Regions from separate parts of the Mus musculus genome. Here regions 1 and 3 are each linked to region 2. The links are chromatin contacts, called in public HiChIP or PLAC-seq and promoter capture Hi-C maps. All regions are on one chromosome and are shown on one strand. The core of a region is the stretch at or near the end of the contact, and the rest is flanking DNA. Distances in the headings are between cores, read along the strand shown. Region 1 holds the start of Timm17a (translocase of inner mitochondrial membrane 17a). Region 2 holds the start of Klhl12 (kelch-like 12). Region 3 holds the start of Zbed6 (zinc finger, BED type containing 6).

Region 1 (3,928 bases), core at 1,156-3,655, 860 kb before region 2:
GATACAAACTCCTGTCTTCAAAATTTTGAAGCATCCTGAGCCATCTCTCCAGTCCTTTGTTTGTTTGTTTGTTTGTTTGTTTGAAGCTAACCTCAAATATTAAAGCACTTCAAGTATCAGATTTCAATAAAATGTTCACATTTTGTGTGTTTACTTGAATACCATGGCAACATGGAACATGGAGGTCATAGAACATAGGTGCTGGTTCCTTCCTTCCACCCTGTGGGGTCTGAGGATTGAACTCACGTCAGCAGACTGCAAGCATCTTTACTCACTGAGCCATTTAGCCAGACTGTGTTGGATTTTTTCTTTTTTTCCTTCCTTCCTCCCTCCCTCCCTCCCTCCCTCCCTCCCTCCCTCCCTCCCTCCCTCCCTCCCTCCTTCCCTCCCTTCCTTCCTTTCCTCTTCCCTCCCTCTTTCTCTCTCTTTTTTCTATTTTCTTTTTTTTTCTTTTGCCCAGGATGGCCTGGACCATGCTCTGTAAGTGGGGATGAGTTTGAACGTGAGATCCTCGTCTCCCCATCTCTGCTGGGATTACAGGTGTGTACCGCACCCAGCTTCAGTTCAAAATTTTAGAGACATTTTGTTGCTAGTCTGTAGCTAGAAACATTTTGTTGCTATTCTGTAGCTCTATGGCTGGTTGACTCTTATTTCCAAAAATCTGAGCGGGGCAGTGGTGGTGCACGCCTTTAATCCCAGCACTTGGGAGGCAGAGGCAGGCAGATTTTTGAGTTCAAGGCCAGACTGGTCTACAGAGTAAGTTCCAGGACAGCAAGGGCTACACAGAGAAACCCTGTCTCGAAACACCCCCCCACCCAAAAAAAAGTCTGGAAAATATGTCATTTGTCACTGCAGTCTATTACTTATTACATTGGCTTTCCTATTAAATAAGTACCTATATTTAAAAAAATAATTAAAACATGAGTATTTTGTCTGAATTATCTGTGTATCATAAGTGGGCCTGGTGTCTGCAGAGGCCAGCAGAGGGTGTTAGATCCCCTGAAACTGGAGTAACAGACAATTGTGAGTTGCCATTTGTGCTGGGAATTGAACCCCAGTCCTCTAGAACAGTCAGGCTCTTGATTGCTATGCCATCTGTCTAGCCTCAAATATCTAGCTTTGTTTTGTTGTTGTTGTTGTTTTTTTTTTTGAGACAGGGTTTCTCTGTGTAGCCTTGGCTGTCCTGGAACTCACTCTGTAGACCAGGCTGGCCTCGAACTCAGAAATTTGCCTGCCTCTGCCTCCCAAGTGCTGGGAATAAAGGCGTCCGCCACCACGCCCGGCGTTGTTGTTGTTTTAAGGTGGAATGGAACAAGAACTCCCTTTATAGCTGGCAGTGACTGTGTTTTCCTGATAAGGCTGGTGAAACTTCATACTTTTAGCTTTTTCTTCTTTAACAAGGGAAGTCTGGAGTATCTCAGGATGGCTTTGAACTCTAAATGCAACTGAGGATATAACACTGAACTTCAATATGTGCCACCATAACCGTGTGTGTGTGTGTGTGTGTGTGTGTGTGTGTGTGTGTGTGTGTGTGTATGATGCTGGGGATCTGACTTACCAACTTAAGTATGACTATAGCCCTATTTTCAGTCTCTTTTCTCTGGGCTAAACATATCTCATGCTTTCTGGGTTATCCTTTGTGGGGAGGCATGGAAGAGGATCTGGCACCAACGACCCCCAAAATCAATGGTCTCAAATTGGCCATGGCTCCTGAAATGGTCCAATTGTCTCTATAAGATGAACACTTATTTTCGGGCTGCTAAATTGGCTCAGTGGGTAAAGTACTCGCTGTCAGCCCTGACAATTCCAGTTCTGTAGACTCTCCTTAGACCTCCATGCACCCACCAGATCCCGTACATACATCAATTAATAAAAATAATCTTTATTTTAAAAGTTATCTATTACATTCCAGACATTATGACTATATAGATCTGCTCTAAAAGAGCTACATATATTTATTAAAGATTCACTGTTCACGGCAAATTAAGTAGCACTATTAATAAATACCTGACAGCAAAAGCACTTTTTAAAAAATAGCGGCTGGATAGTGGTGACACACACCTTTAATCCAGCACTCGGGAGGCACAGGCTGGCTGATCTGAGTTTGAAGCCAGACTGGGCTACATAAGCGAGTTCCAGGGCAGAGAAACTCTGTCTCGAAAAAAAGGGCAATCAATGTTTATCCCAGGCCACGGGGCTGATCTGAACTCTGTCACTCAGTACTCCGAACCCCCGAACCTCCACGCCCTGGCCGGGGAGCCTCCACGCTCCGGGTCTACAAGGAGTCCGATTGCCATTGGCTGCGGCAGGAAGAGATGCTCCAATCCCCGTCCAGTAGCACGCCTCCGCCTGGGATCACTTCCGTCGCGGGGATCAATTTCCGCCCAGCGTGCCGTAGACTCTCGCGCGGGTTGGAGCCAAGATGGAGGAATACGCGAGAGAGCCGTGGTGAGTTGCCGCCGCCGCCCTTGTCCCTTAATTACCTCCTCCATCCGCCGTGGTCGGAGTCTGAGGTGCAAGCGGAGCTCCGCGCGGCTCGGCGCCGAGATCTGGGCAGCTGTGGGTAGTGTGGATGAGCGTGACAAAGGTGGCTTTTTAGCGCAGTGTGCCAGGACCCCAGCACCCCTGTGACCTTGTGGTGCATTGGGAGGAGGTCCGGTGCTGGGCTTGGTGGAGCTTTGGAACCTCCTCCCTATGGCAGGTGCTGTCGACTTTGTGCGGGGACAATAATGATCCCTTCTGCCTGCTGAGGCGACCTTGAACACGTCCCTAAGCCTCGCTCTGCTCAGTTTCTGCCTCGACGAAGGGAATGTAGATCTCCGAGTGCCATACCCGAGGCCTTATGCCTATGAGGACTAAGTGTCCCCACGATGAAGCATTTCAAATGAGTAGACCACAAATTTCACCCAACATCCAAGGGGGCTGGATGAGCTCCTTGTAGGCTGAAGCGGCCTTTCCTATGTGGAATTCCCGAAGAAAAAAGATATATCAGTATGTGGAAAATAGGAAGAGATGAGCTGCGTGTGTTCTCTGAAAAGCCATGAATAGACATAAATTCATTAAGTGTTTATTAAGTAAGGGCTGTATGCTTGGCTCAAGGTGTAAACAAGAGTAAATCAGGCATAGCTGTTTGCAGTAAATTAATGTAATAGCTGTCGAGTCTCAACAGTTGTTTGAATAAAGCCTCAGGTGTCACAAGCTAATAGATCTTGGTATTCTGGGTTTTTGTTTGTAATGAGCGTCAGGGTATTATCCTCAAATAGTGTGTCTGCCCAGGATTTTAAATTATTATTTGGTGGCACTCCCAAAAGTATGCTTCAGCCTTCTGTCCTCAGAGGAGGTTATCTCCATGTGTTGGGGTTGGATATGCAGGGTTTAGCTGGACTGTATAAATTGGTACTAGATGCCGTATAATGACACAGATTAGCAGGAGGGGTAATTTTGATACATTTGAGTTTTCCCCAGGTCAGGTGGCACAGGCCTCATGAGGTAGAAGCAGGAGAGCCAGCAAGTTTAAGGACAGCCTGGGCTCCATAGCAAGTTCTAGGGCAGCTGGGGTTAGACCTTGTGTCAGACATATTTTCATCAGAGTGCACTGTGCATGCTGGTAATCTCAGCACTTAGGTTCTAGGCTAGCCCAGGATACATAGCAAGGCCATGTCTTGATGTTTGATAAGTTACTGGACATTCCTTTTTTTTCTTGGTGTGTTCTGAGGCCAGCGCTGTCTGAAACAGTAGATGGTTTAATCATTGTCATAATACTTCTTTGTTGCTTTCTCGGAGTGCTTTAGGATCTATAAATAGAGTGGACAGAGTTTGCGGGGGGTTGGAGTACCAACTTTTGTGCTTAAGTTGGCTGTTCTAGTTATTTATTCCATCTGGGGCAGGCTACTTAACTTCTGTGTGAGCCTTCGTTCATTTGTAAAAT
Region 2 (3,947 bases), core at 1,259-3,758:
GACTGGAACAGAGATGGGAACTAATATTCCAGGAGATAAGGTAGGGATGATGCTACAGGGTCAGGGTAGCTTACTGACTTGCTCCTCATGGCTTGCTCAATTTCCTTCTCTCTCTCTCTTGCTCAATTTCCTTTTCTTTCTTTTCTTCCTTCCTTCCTTTCTACTTTCTTTTCTTTGTTTTGATTTTGGTTTTTTTCTTTTTGAGACAGGGTTTCTCTGTGTAGTCCTGGCTGTCCTGGAACTTACTCTGTAGACCAGGCTGGCTTGGAACAGAGATCTGATTCCCTTTGCCTTCCAAGAGCTGGGGCTAAAGGTGTGCATCACCACCAATCAGCTAGCTCAGTCTACTTTCTTACAGAGGCCTGCAGTCCATGAATGGCACAGTGAGAGAAGCCCCTCCCGACCAATCACTAATTTAAAAAATGCCCTACCAGCTTAACTGCTTGCAGCCCAATCTTCTGCAGGCATTATCTTAATCAAGGCTCTCTCCTCTCAGATGACCATAGCTTTTGTCACAGATATAAAACTAGCCAACACAAATACAGTAAATAACTGTACTGTTTTAGATGTGATAAGTAATCCAGAACTTGTCTTGATAGGGTATGTAAGTGGTATATGCAAATACTATGCATTTAACTCTACATGACTTCAGAGCCAGGTGTGGTGGTATATGCAAGCCAAGCATTCAGGAGACAAAGGTAGATTTCTGCAAGTTGGAGCTCACCCTGGTCTACATAATGAGCTCCAGGCCAGCCAGGGCTCCATAAAGAGACTTTTGTTTCAAAGAAACAAAGTAAACAAAGAAGACCAGCACACTCAGATTTTGGTATCTATGTTTTGTTTTGTTTTTGTTTTTGTTTTTTTTTTTTGAGACAAGGTTTCTCTGGGTAGCCCCAGCTATCCTGAATCTTACTCTGTAGACTGGGCTGGCCTTGAACTCACAGAGATCCACCTGCCTCAGATTCTCCCTGGGATTTTCCTCCTCAGAACACTTTCTAGGGGATGCAATGAAGGTGCTTATGAAAACTGTCCTTTGAGGATGCAAAACTTTCTAAAATGAACCAAAGAAAAAAGAAACTATTCATCTAAAGTCTACAATCCTAATTTCCTAAGATTAAAACTGAGATTCTACATTGTCATCTTTTGTTCAGTAGCTCCTTCAAAAGGACTCTGGACACTCCCCCCCCCCCCCAAACTCTGCAACATGTATTTAACCAAAAACTGAGACAACTTGCTAAAGTAAATGCTTTTTGTTTTTAAAAGGTTTGCTTAAGCTAACATAGTTTCAAACTATGAGATGCAAGAAACTGGGGATTTGCTGAATTCTCAGGAGCTGAAGATTATGAAGATTTCCTAGTGTTCTAGCACAAGGCCCAGCCTGTGATTAAACTTTAAGATTTGTTTCATAAATGACAGTAACCTCAGGGCTGCAACTTTCCTCCTAGCACAAAGCCTGACCATATATTCACCATTCAAAAACTACACATTCTAGAACAGCTAATATGTAAATAGAGGGGTTCCATTCTAAATCATTCTAGAAGGAAGAAAAAAGGCAATGAGAGAGAGAGAGAGAGAGAGAGAGAGAGAGAGAGAGAGAGAGAGAGAGAGAGAGAGAGAAAGGAGTTCTCCCCTAAGAACACCAAGCTTACCATCAAGTATTAGGGAGACCTAGGTAGGCAAGGAGTTAGATATGCGGTAATCATGGAAGCTGCAACAGTATCTTGGTAGCTGTGTCTCCCGGTTAAGCAGGGACTACACTAAGGTTCCCATGGTCAAAATCTGTAAAACTGTATTTGGGATGTTCCACCAAGGCAAACGATACTTAACAAATTGCCAAAACCGCGTTAAAGGGTCTGCATTCTCAAAAGGCACTGGCTTCATTACAATGTGTTGGAGTTTCCAAATCTCCCACCCCATACCTTGCTTTTTTTTTTTTTTTTCAAGATTGCTGGGGATAAATGCCTTACAAGAGGAGGTGAAGACCACTATAATTTGGGAGGGAAAGGGAATTATCTTACCTTCATGCATGAATATACCTTACACCTCACTAATATTCTTAAGAAACTTCTTTAAAACCCCAATGCGCTACTGCCTACCTTCGGAGGAAGCCCACTCCAATCTTTGGAGTGTGTAGCTTTACTAAATAAACGTCCCCTTACTGTTTCTCAGCTGAATTCTTTCCTCCCAGGTTAAACCTTCTCCCGGGGCAGGCGGCAGCTGCTCCGGAGAAGCCGAGAAGGCAGCGCTATGCCTGCAGCGCCCCAGCTCATCTCCTACCGACCCGGGCTGGGGGGGGTACCCGGGTTGGGGGAAGGCCGCGCCCCCGGCTGAGGGCAGAGGGAAAGGCCGTGTGTCAGGGCCGCGCTCACTCACCAGGGCTCCTGGGCCGTCCGAGCCGAGGTGCTAGGCGCCGGGCTCCCAGGCGGCTGAGCAGCCGGAGCGCCGCCGCTGCCGCCCGGACCAGCCGCTGCGGAGCAGTCTCCGTGGTAAACTCCAGTCTCGGAGTACGGCGACCGCGCGGCATGATGACGTCACGCCACGGGAGGGGCGGGCCTCTCCTGGGTTACGTCACCTTAGGAGGCCGAGCCAAGAAGTCCTGCTTACCTGAGAGCTCAGAAAAAGAGACCTGAGAGTGGGTAGACGGGTGGGTGGGGAGTGCCGCGTGTGACAGTGCGCTGGAGGCCAGAAGGACCCAAGACTGGCGGTCCCCACGCGGTATGGCAGGCGCTAGGCTGCGTTCCTGCCACACTCGGGAGACCCACGGGGTTTCAGAGTTCTCTAGGTCGGTTTCTGAAGAATCAGGCTCCGCTTCACCATAGGGAGGACTTTCCCATCCCGGATAACCACAGGGTCCTAAATGTGCCTGTCACCATGAGGCGATTGCTTCCTTCACTCCAAGGAAAAGGAACTTGTGGATTGACTGAGCCACCAGAAATGGGTCGCAGTAGGGGAAACTGCAAAGACCCTTCTCAAAGAAGACGCCACAGCCATCTCCTCTCCTCTGACTCACCATGGTCGTTCATTAGTGCTGCGGTTCTTAGGACGTTTGCTTTTCGTTGATTTTGACTTTTTGCCTTTGGCTGAGAAGGGAAAGATGTTTCTTGTTCCAGTATAGATGAATGACTAATTGGATTATCCAGTTTTCCTTTGCACGGCGTTTGGTTCTTAGGGATAGTAAAGTGTAGTCAAGAGGGCAGCGTCTTCGTTTTACATAGTGTTTTCTTCGTGTCATAGCTTCTTGATCCCAAACTGTTCCTGACATTTAAATATGGTGGACAGAGTGCAGAATTGATAGAAAATGTTGAGGGCACTCTGGAAATAGTTGTTAAAATGATCAATGTAGATCTATTTTGTCTAGGTTTTGTAGTGTAGTCATCAGACTTCAGGGCAGGAATGCTTCCCCACCAAATCTGGACCCAGAACTACTACAGCAGATGAACTTAAGGTAGCTAGAACAGAAGCTAACGATCTTGGGCACCAGGCACATACATGGTGCTCATGTATACATGTAGGCAAACCATTTATGCACATAAAATCTTAAAATTACAAAACATATCTACTGGTTCTCCTGGTCTTCTCTGGCTACTTCTGCTTTTATATATGCATTTCCCCTAGTAACATCTTTGCCCTTTTTCTTTCATCTAGGCAAATGCTTTCCTGATGAGCAGAAAAACACACAAATTCTTTAAGAATTTCTGTGAGAGCTAGACATTACACGTGCATACCCACACTTGGGAGACTAAAGCAGGAGAGAACAAATTCAAGGGGAGAAAACAATAACAACTAAAGCTGAAAATGTGGCTGGCATGTGAAAGGCCCAAGACAGGTGAAGGTCAGAGGGTTGAGAGTTTCTTTGTTTTTGTTTTTAAGATTTTATTTATTTTATGTATATGAGTACATCTTTTAAGCAAGTAAATATGAATTAGTGTGGTTTGAAACCAAGAAAG
Region 3 (3,873 bases), core at 379-2,878, 790 kb after region 2:
ACTGCACGATCTTGTAACTTTCTTATCAAACATGGATTATTTTTCTAACACACGTTGTTTTAAGAAAACAAACAAATGGGCTGGAGAGAAGGCTCAGTGGTTAAGAGCACTGACTGCTCTTCCAGAGGTCCTGAGTTCAATTCCCAGCAACCACATGGTGGCTCACAACCATCTGTAATAGGATCTGATGCCCTCTTCTGGTGTGTCTGAAGACAGCTTCAGTGTACTCATATAAAATAAATAAACCTTAAAAAAGAAAGAAAGAAAAAAAGAAAGAAAGAAGGAAGGAGAGAAAGAAAGAAGGAAGGAAGGAGAGAAAGAAAGAAAGAAAGAAAGAAAGAAAGAAAGAAAGAAAGGAAGAAAGAAAGAAAGAAAGAAAGACAGACAAAACTAGCCAGGCATGGTAGCAGATGCCTGTGGCACTAGCACTCAAGGAGAGGAAGAATTGCTAAAGATTGGAGGCTAGCCTGGTCTACAGAGCAAGTTCCAGGTTAGGAGTTCATAGTATATCTGTCTCAAAAGCCAAAACAAACAAACAGATAAATGTGATTAAGTAAAGGAAAGCATCCAGAGCAGAACTTCTGCTATGGAAGTCCTTCAACTTTGCAAGAGAAAAGTAGTTTTTGTTTTTGTTTTTGTTTTTGTTTTTGTTTTGTTTTGTGATACAGGACTCTCTAAATAGTCCTGGCTGTTTTGGAACTCACTATATAGATCTGGGTGTTCTCAAACTCACAGAGACTTGCTTGCCTCTGCTTCTTAAGTGCTGCCACAACAGGTCAGTTAGTTCGGAGCTAATTTTTAATTAAATGTCTATCAGGTTTGGAAGGCTCATTATACACACTCTGGTTAACATAAATTGAATGTTTGGTATCTGGTAGACAGGTTTCTTGCTTCTCTCCTTGATTTTACAACAAAACAAAACTTTCGTGAAGAATAATTTTCTGATAGGCATCCGGGTCCACAGAAAGAAATTCCGGTCCCCGTGCCTCCGTGACACGTGACCCTATGACCCAAGAAGCCATTTTAAGGCTGGCCTCATAGAGGAAACTACAACTCCCAGAATGCCTGCGCTTTGCGTCGTGCTGGCACTTTCACTGGCCCAGCCTTAAAGGCGAGCCTGTAGCCGGGCGCCATCTTTGACGCTGGCAGTCCTGGGTTTCTGCTTGTTCGGCTGCTGTGAGGACGGCGGGCGACCGCAGCTAAGAAAAGAGAAAGACGTGGCAGCACGCGGGAGTCGGAGACATTGTCATCGGTTCGGTAAAGTTTCTGTTCTCTGGTAACTAGACCCATTTTTTGATTCCCGGGTGACTTGGGGCCTGGGAGGGAGAAGAGGGCGAGGGGAGTGGCAGCGGCCTCCCCTCGCCCGACTTTCGGCCTAGCCCGGGAAGTCTGAACCGGGCCCATCAGCACGGCAGCTACCCGGACTCCCGCCGGCGGCCCCGGCCTGCTGGGCTCCTAGGCAGACTTCAGCTCACTTTCCCACCCTCCCTGCCCCCACCCGCTCCGCCCCACCCCCACGGCGCCTGCTCCCTTACTTACCAACCTCTTCCCCCTCCCCCCACATCCGGTGTTCCCGAACCGGGATTCCCGGGTAGCCCCGGAAAAGCGACTGTTTCGGACCCCCGGAGGGGGAACTGACACTAGGTTGCTCTCTTCCGGGAATCAGTTTCTTTAGTTAGCTGGCCCTCCCTCCCGAGATCAGATCAAGTGCCTGGACCCGACTTTACCTCCTCGCCTTCCTCTCTAGGGTCCCACTACTTTGGAGGTTTTCTAATATTCCACATACAGAGTCGAATTCTGGTATCCTATTCCCATTCCCTACCCTGATTACTCTCCCGCCCAAGCCTTCATCCTCGAAGTCAAGAGCTACAGGGACTCTTCGTTCTTGTAGGATTGGTGAGATCGTACGAAGAACACCCCTTAGACGCCCATAATCGGTGCGGATCCCCATGGGGAAGGCTCGTTTTGTTGACATCTACCAGGCTTTGGTTCTGAACCCAGAGAAGGCGGCTGTGCAGCTAGTGGTAGCCATGCTTTCGTAGGGTAAACGTGTTGGTATTGAGGGGAGGGGAGGGGGCCCACGGAAAAGGAATGGAAGTGGTTTAAAGCTTATTTTAGTTTGGCTGCTCATAGAATGTCAATTTATGAGTTATTTACAGGTTGTATGTAATGTTGCTTCAGTCTAAAAATATGAACTCTTGATAGAAACCGTAAATGAAGAATATAGCTTGTTACCTTGTTTTGAAATTTTATTTCCAGTTAATTTTTCTTCAGCCACCTATAGTTTTCAAAATATCAGAACAGAAAGGGCACAGCTAGCGCTTACTGCTAATGCCTAGTATGTGGAATCTGATTTAGCTGGCCGGAATTGACTTTTTAGGTTGTATTGGCAAGTCAGTCTTAAATGATGACTGTTGAGTGGTGCACTAAGCTTAAGTGAAATTTCCTGAAAATATTCCCGAAGTTAAGGGAAAGCCAGTGTTGTTGTCGTGTGGATTCACTAAAAGTACATATTTTAAGAACTGAAGGCATTTCCAGCAGATGAAGTTCTTGATTCGGCAGCAAGAACGTGAACCTGCAATTTGGAAGACTTAACCTTTAGCTGCTCCAGATCCCATGACGGTGGGAAAATGGGCCTCGGTTCTCTTTTCTATAACATAAGGACACTGGACGATTTGAATTTGAAAGTTACAAGAACTCCTAAAGCCCTGCAAGACAGAGTTTGGGAATGTTCTCCATTGCTGTCATTTTTCCTCCAAAAATAACCTGGCTTGGAAATCATCAGTTGAAAGGGAATTTGACTCCCCATAGAAACTGGAGGAAAGGTAATACAAGTGGAGAGGGTCAGCTGTATTTCTGCCAGAGTAATAAACCCACTGAGAGGTTCTGGTCCGCATTGTGGAGACATAAAGAGAATGAGTGTATGTACTCTAAGTGTACCAGTTTCCTCAATCTCTCCTGGCAGAAGATGCAGTACTTTTGGTGATGCTGGGATTCTGGGGTGCGTTTCCATTAATTCAAACACAGACGAAGACGATGTGGTAGAGGGAAAGATGGTGGCAGAAGGAGCGAATAAAGAGACAAAATTGCCTGCTAAAAAGAAAAGAAAGAAGGGTTTGCGAATTAAGGGGAAAAGACGCCGAAAAAAATTGATTCTTGCCAAAAAGTTTAGTAAGGATTTGGGGTCTGGGAGACCTGTTGCTGATGCCCCTGCTTCGTTAGCTTCCGGTGCCCCTGAGCAAGATGAAGAAAGTCTTTTTGAGGGCAACATAGAAAAGCAAATCTATCTGCCTAGTACCAGAGCCAAAACCTCCATTGTGTGGCACTTCTTTCATGTTGACCCCCAATATACCTGGAGAGCAATTTGTAACCTGTGTGAAAAAAGTGTCAGCAGGGGTAAGCCAGGCAGCCATCTTGGTACATCTACTCTTCAAAGACATCTTCAGGCAAGGCATTCTCCTCACTGGACCAGGGCCAACAAGTTTGGAGTCACTAATGGGGAGGAGGACTTTACCTTGGATTTATCGTTGTCTCCTCCTTCTCCTGGAAGCAATGGAAGCTTTGAGTATATTCCTACTGATTCTGTAGATGAAAACAGAATGGGTAAGAAGCGCGATAAGTCAGCATCTGATGCCCTGAGGGCAAAAAGAGGGCGCTTTCTCATCAAAAGCAACATTGTCAAGCATGCCTTAATTCCAGGAACGAGAGCCAAGACATCTGCAGTTTGGAATTTTTTTTATACTGACCCTCAGCACATCTCAAGAGCTGTGTGTAACATATGTAAAAGAAGTGTGAGCCGGGGTAGGCCAGGTTCCCACTTAGGAACTTCAACACTTCAACGACATCTTCAGGCCACGCATCCCATCCATTGGG

Evidence for each region. Promoter capture Hi-C pulls out the DNA fragments that hold promoters and counts their contacts. HiChIP or PLAC-seq counts read pairs in DNA pulled down with a chosen protein or histone mark.
Region 1: a contact with region 2 is called in a promoter capture Hi-C map of cranial neural crest. The contact joins the promoter of Timm17a here to the promoter of Klhl12 in region 2. A contact is called at or near these places in 1 of 39 promoter capture datasets (cranial neural crest) and 1 of 115 datasets of contacts at active chromatin or transcription factors (embryonic stem cells).
Region 3: an H3K27ac HiChIP or PLAC-seq map of extraembryonic endoderm stem cells shows a contact between it and region 2, with 7 times the contacts expected there. The contact joins the promoter of Zbed6 here to the promoter of Klhl12 in region 2. A contact is called at or near these places in 1 of 39 promoter capture datasets (hippocampal neurons) and 1 of 115 datasets of contacts at active chromatin or transcription factors (extraembryonic endoderm stem cells).

What each region holds. Positions count from the first base shown.
Region 1 is chr1:135,312,214-135,316,141 of GRCm38.p6, reverse strand. Timm17a (translocase of inner mitochondrial membrane 17a) reads left to right here and starts at 2,405. Exons shown (of 6, transcript NM_011590.2): 1 at 2,405-2,448. The coding sequence starts at 2,423.
Region 2 is chr1:134,454,092-134,458,038 of GRCm38.p6, reverse strand. It overlaps Klhl12 (kelch-like 12), which reads right to left and starts at 2,508. Exons shown (of 12, transcript NM_001311136.1): 1 at 2,374-2,508.
Region 3 is chr1:133,658,640-133,662,512 of GRCm38.p6, reverse strand. Zbed6 (zinc finger, BED type containing 6) reads left to right here and starts at 1,628. Exons shown (of 1, transcript NM_001166552.1): 1 at 1,628-3,873. The coding sequence starts at 2,916. It overlaps Zc3h11a (zinc finger CCCH type containing 11A), which reads left to right and starts at 1,114. Exons shown (of 18, transcript NM_001276767.1): 1 at 1,114-1,276.